Regions from separate parts of the Capra hircus genome. Here region 1 is linked to region 2. Evidence: chromatin contacts called from public Hi-C data. All regions are on one chromosome and are shown on one strand. The core of a region is the stretch at or near the end of the contact, and the rest is flanking DNA. Distances in the headings are between cores, read along the strand shown.

Region 1 (2,895 bases), core at 321-2,820, 180 kb before region 2:
AAACTAAGGAGTTCAGTGCTTTAAAGGTAAACTGAAGCATCCACGTGGTTGGGTGTCTGTGTTCTCTGTAATACAGTCACCCCGCAGGATGGAGAACAGGGTCCTTTCTCAGCGGTTCAGCTGAAGCCACTGAGGAGGAGGCAGGAGGCGCCCAGTGCAGGGCTCAGAGGGGCTGCCACCGCCCTTCAAGGTTGCAGGGAGCCAAGTACCTCAGAGGGAGGCTCCTGTGGGGGCGACGGGTGCACTGTGTGGTGTCTAGGCAGTAAAGACACTCCCAGGGAACCACGTAGGAGTTTGACGTGTGATCCCCAGAGCTGGAGTTAATTGCCTCTGAAGCATTTATGAACTGTGGTGCTTTTGAACTGTGGTGTTGGAGAAGACTCTTGAGAGTCCCTTGGACTGCAAGGAGATCCAACCAGTCCATCCTAAAGGAAATCAACCCTGAATATAATTCATTGGAAGGACTGACGCTGAAGCTGAAGCTCCAATACTCTGGCCACCTGATGGGAAGAACTGACTCACTGGAAAAGTCCCTGATGCTGGGAAAGACTGAAGGTGGGAGGAGAAGGGGATGACAGCGGATGAGATGGTTGGATGGCATCACCAACTGGATGGACATGAGTTTCAGCAAGCTTCAGGAGTTGGTGATGGACAGGGAAGCCTGGTGTGCTACTCCTCCATGGGGTTGCAAAGAGTTGGACATGACTGAGCGACTGAACTGAGCTGAAGAGTTTGTAGCAGACTTTAAAGAAGTGTCACCAAATAATAAAGAATGGATTTACATAGCCTGTCAGAAATGACAGGTGCGTTCAGAGTCCCTTCAGGACATTTCAGGGCAGGACCTACCTGCCCCTTGTGCCCATCCGCCCTACTTATCAACAGCCCGGTGACTTGAGCATCCAGTGGGTGAAAGTGCCAGCCGGTGCCTCAGGTGGCACTTCCCTACCATCCCTTAGAGCCTCCCTGGTGGCTGAGGTCAGCGCACACAATTTTTCATCAGTGTGTAGGTCACAGGAACCGCAGCCACCTCCCTCTTGGGGTCTTTGAGGAACTCCCAAAAGCTCTTTTTGAAAGAAAGAGCCACGGTCTTACACTCATGGTCCAGGGGCCCCCTTATGGCAGCTGCCTGCCTTGGCAGGGCCGCCCTCGCCCTGACCCAGCTCTGAGGGGTCAGAAACAGGCATTCATGGCAAGTTGGGGAAATTGGGAAAAGAGAGGAAGAGCCTGGCACACCAGCCCCAGCCCTCTGCCACCCCACCGCAGAATACCAAACCTAAAGCTGGCTGAGTCTCAGAAGGGAAAGAGCTTCCTCCCAGATGAGAGTTGGACACAACTTAGCGTTGAACAACAGCAAGACTCAATTATTAAACTTTCTTAAACTTTTATTTCTTGGATTTTTTTTTTTTTTTTTTTTTTTTTTTTTTGCTGCACCAGGACTTAGTTGTGACATGTAGGCTCTTAGTTCCCTGACCAGGGTTTGAACCCAGGCCCCCTGCATTGGGAGCTCGGAATCTTCACCTCTGTACCACCAAAGTGAAAGTCACTCAGTCACGTTGGACTCTCTGCCACCCCATGGCCTGTAGAGTCCATGGAATTCTCCAGGCCAGAATACTAGAGTGGGTACTCTTTCCCTTCTCCATGGGATCTTCCCAACCCAGGGATCAAACCCAGGGCTCCACATTGCAGGTGGATTCTTCACCAGCTGAGCCATAAGGGAATACTGGAGTGGGTAGCCTATCTCTTCTCCGGGGAGCTTCCTGACCCAGGAATCAAACCAGAACTGAGCTATCAGGGAAGCCCTTGGGAAGTCCCAATTGTTAATTATTCTGGAGGTTTAAGTATATTAAGAGTGACCAGAAAAGGTCTAAAATGTGCCCAAGATTTCATCCAAGAAGCTTTTCACACAAGAGTCCCCAGCGTGGGCTTAACCAGCCAGTGGAAGGAGAATGAGCTTGTGTTCTGCCTGCCCCGCCTCGAGACCAGCTTGCTCAATAATCCGCTTACACTGTGTAGGAGTAGAAGGTATTCATTACCTGCTATGAAGGTCAACTTCTCAGACACTGCCACCCTGTATAGATTCTTTTGTTCTATTCCACAATCATTTATCTTTCTCTAAACGTAATACAGAGGGAATGCAAACACACACGTTTATAGCCGATCGCGTTTCTAAGCAGACGTAAACCAGGTTGCCATCTCGCCTTGGTAAATTGGGTAGTTTACCAAGGGTTTACCCTGCCGGCAGGGTTTCGGCAGGTGCCTGAATTGTAAGGGAAGCCACTGTAATCAGTAGAAGGTATCAGGTAGTGACTTCACATCTTTTATTCTGATTCCTTTAGGAAGAGTTCTTTTAAAAGTTTTTTTGTAATGACAGAATCCATACCATGTTGCACAATGCTGAACTGAATCAACCTTTTTGAGAGAGCTCAAAAAAGCTCTTGATATTTATCTTCAAAGAGATATATCCAGTTACCTGTGGGGTTTTTTTTTTAAGTCTATCAGAAAATTTAAATGGAGTTTAAAAAAACTTTTTTGACATATACTTGATTTACTATGTTGTGTTTCAGGTGTACAACAAAATGATTAAGTTATGCATGTATACATGTGTTCTTTTATTACGTTCTCTTCCATTATAGCTAATTGCAAGATATTGAGTGTAGTTCCCTGTTCTGTACAGTAGGTCCTTGTTGGTTATCTGTTTTGTATGTAGTAGTGTGTATATTTTAATCCCAAACTCCTGATTTATCTTTGCCCATCTCCTTTGGCGACCACAAGTTTGTTCTATGAGTCTGTTTCCGCTTCATAGACAGGTTCATTTGTGACACATTTTAGATTTCCATAGGAGTCATATCAGATGAGACTTGTGTTTCTCTCTGACTTACTGCACTTATATGATAA
Region 2 (2,841 bases), core at 103-2,602:
CCCTTTCCAACCCTCAAAGGCCCCTGACACACACGGAAGCCCGTCCATATCCCCACACTCAAGGGCACGGTGAGGGTATGAAGCAACAAACGGCAGCCGTGAAGAGAGGCGGATGTGGGATGCAGGCGGAAGACGCGTCCACTGACATGCGGGGCGTGCGGGAGCGTGGGGGTCGGGCCCACGGCCCCCAGCGGGGAGATGGGAACCCAGACCCCAGGCAGAGCCCAGCACCTCCAGCCTCCTACGGGGGCCCCCCTTCCCTCCGGGCCTCGGGACCCTCCAGGCGAGGCTGGATCGCTGTGCCGCGAGGCTCAGCCTCTCGGCCCCATCTCCTCCGCGTCCCTCCCCACCCCGACCCAGGGGCACCGCACGGGCGCATTACCCTGGCCGGGCCACCGCCACACTGGCTTTCGCTGAGAGGCGGTGGAGTGGGAGGAACCACGGAGATCTTGCTGCTGAGGGGAAACACAGGGATAAGAAACGGGTTGTGAGTATTACACGCATACAGCATTCACATTTGTCCTGTAATTCAAGTCCTCTGCCTTTCTGCAAAAAATACGCTTCCTCACTTTTTAGAAGAGGGCCCAGCAGCCTGCCTGGATCCACTCCGCCCTGATTCCTGGGGTCTGAACGTGGGAGACGCAGTCCTGTGTCCCAGGCCTGGGCACTGCACTGCAGCCGTGTGGTCACAAAACAGCTGGGGTGCTGGGCCCCGGCTCTGTGGCCTGGCTGCCCTGGCACCCGGACTCCACACATGGGTGCCATGTGGGCCTGAGCATCCTCTTAGTGGATAGCACCCAGCAGAATGCCCCAGATGTCATGGATATAAAAACCGACCATAAGAGGAATCATAAGTTTATGCTAAAAGAAGTTGGCAAGGGGACAGATGGAGTAAAACAATGAAAAATCCAGAAATTGGAAAGTCTCACCATAAAAACAAAACAAAACAAAAGCTGCTGGTGGAGACTTTTCAAGAGCACTTTAATAAATTCAGCATAGTTGGGTGTGTGAATTATTGCTCGTTTCATGATGGCTGGGAGTTTAGAATTTTGTTTATAAAGTTACTATCTCTCAGGCCATTATTCAAACCTACCAATGTTCATTCCACAAATGTTTCTAGTGTCAGGCACCGGGCAAGATGTTAGGGACATGAATGATTCATAAACGCAAGTGCTTGGTTTAGAATCTCATTGGTGCTGTGTGCTCAGGCATGTCTGACTCTTTGCCACGCCATGGACTGTAGCCCACCAGGTTGCTCTGTCCATGGAATTTTCCAGGCAAGAATACTGGAATGGGTTCATTTCCTTCTACAGGGGATCTTCCTGACTCAGGGACTGAACCCGAGTCTCTTTCATCTCCTGCAATGGCAGGCTGATTCTTTACCACTGAGCCACCCGGGAAGTCCTGAATCTCGTTGGACATGCCATCAAAAACAACATTTCGTTTCCCGAAAACCTACCCAAAATTTCAAGAAACAAAATGTCTTGTGAGAAAATCCTATGCTCGACCCTTTTAGCTTTTCATAAGAATGTGGAAATATCTCTGAATCTTCTCCAGGCACTTTTTATCATCTTTTTTTTTTTAAGTTACATTCCAAAGCAGTGACATCTGAAAGTCAGGAGACCTATACGTTCTTTGAGTGAGTCCTCTGTGCTCCAGCCCCGAGGGCACAGGACAGCCTGGCCTCTGACAGCACTCACCTCAGCTTCTGATAAGATTGCAAGAGCTTTGCTCCGGCTGTCTCGTGCTTGCCTGGAAGAGATATCGGTAGAGGTCATTTATTAGTAAGAATACAATGCAGATGATGGAAATACAGGATATAATACATTAAAATTATTATTTTCCTAACTGCATCTTATGATTAAAAAGCAAGAGACCATTTTGAGGCGTGCGCTGTTGCTCGCTCATATTCGACTCTTTGAAACCCCAGGCCCCTCTGTCCATGGAGTTTTTCAGGCAAGAATACTGGAGTGGGTTGCCATTTCCCCCTCCAGGGGATCTTCCTGATCCAGGGATCGAACCTGTGTCTCCATCTGCTTCTGAATTGGCAGGTGGATTCTTTACCACTGACCCACCTGGGACTCTGTACATTTTACCAAAAAATCATGAAACCGTACATTTAAGCAAATGAATTTTGTGTTACCTAAATTATATTCCGCCTAAAGCTGACGTTCCACACACACATACACCCACACACAGTATGAGACCATACTTGCTGGAAACGATTGCTTTTACTGAAAGTTGATGCTGAATTAGACTTTTAAATTCTGGATCATTTGAAAAACACTTCAAGCTTCTAAGCTTCCAGTTGTCCTCTGCAAACATTTCATAATGGAGTGACTATATTCCTTTAAACATTCTTTGTTACGGAGATTGAACTAATCTTTTAAAAAATGTAATCTACTTATTTCTAGTTATAGAGGCTAATAATTTCCTAAATAAGACTCCATCTGATATAGTACTCTTTTTGTTTCAAGGAAAGGGGATTTTATGATGTGCTGTACTAAGACCCCAAAAATAGCCCTCTCTAAGCCCACAGTCCTGTGAACACAATGTTTCCCAGCCCAATGCACAGGGTGAGGTCAGCTCACTGGCCCAGCCTGGAGACCAGAAGTGGATTCTCTCAGGGAAGTTCCCCAGCAGCCTCCAGAGTGCCCGGCACACAGCTGAGAACGGCCAGATGCGTGGTCCTGGGAGGTTAGAGCAGCTCCTGTGTTGTGCATTCGGAAGGCTTTCCTGTCGATGCAGTTCAGTCGCTCAGTCGTGTCCGACTCTTTGTGACCCCATGGACTGCAGCACGCCAGGCTTCCCTGTCCTTCACCATCTCCTGGAGTTTGCTCA

Evidence for each region. A called contact is a pair of places that touch in the nucleus more often than the background predicts.
Region 1: a contact with region 2 is called in a Hi-C map of liver, with 3 times the contacts expected there. The contact joins two enhancer-like sites. A contact is called at or near these places in 3 of 5 Hi-C or Micro-C datasets (blood and liver).

What each region holds. Positions count from the first base shown.
Region 1 is chr9:82,599,311-82,602,205 of ARS1.2, reverse strand. The region is part of intron 6 of RSPH3 (radial spoke head protein 3 homolog); the gene reads left to right. Among named protein-coding and RNA genes, the nearest start is that of RSPH3, 33 kb to the left of the region's middle. Within about 2 kb of position 1,570, at least 1 of the 5 cell types and tissues checked has an H3K27ac peak or open chromatin away from gene starts, as enhancers often do.
Region 2 is chr9:82,416,587-82,419,427 of ARS1.2, reverse strand. SYTL3 (synaptotagmin-like protein 3) reads right to left here. Exons shown (of 16, transcript XM_018053420.1): 5 at 1,701-1,752; 6 at 383-452. Among named protein-coding and RNA genes, the nearest start is that of SYTL3, 56 kb to the right of the region's middle. Within about 2 kb of position 1,352, at least 2 of the 5 cell types and tissues checked have an H3K27ac peak or open chromatin away from gene starts, as enhancers often do.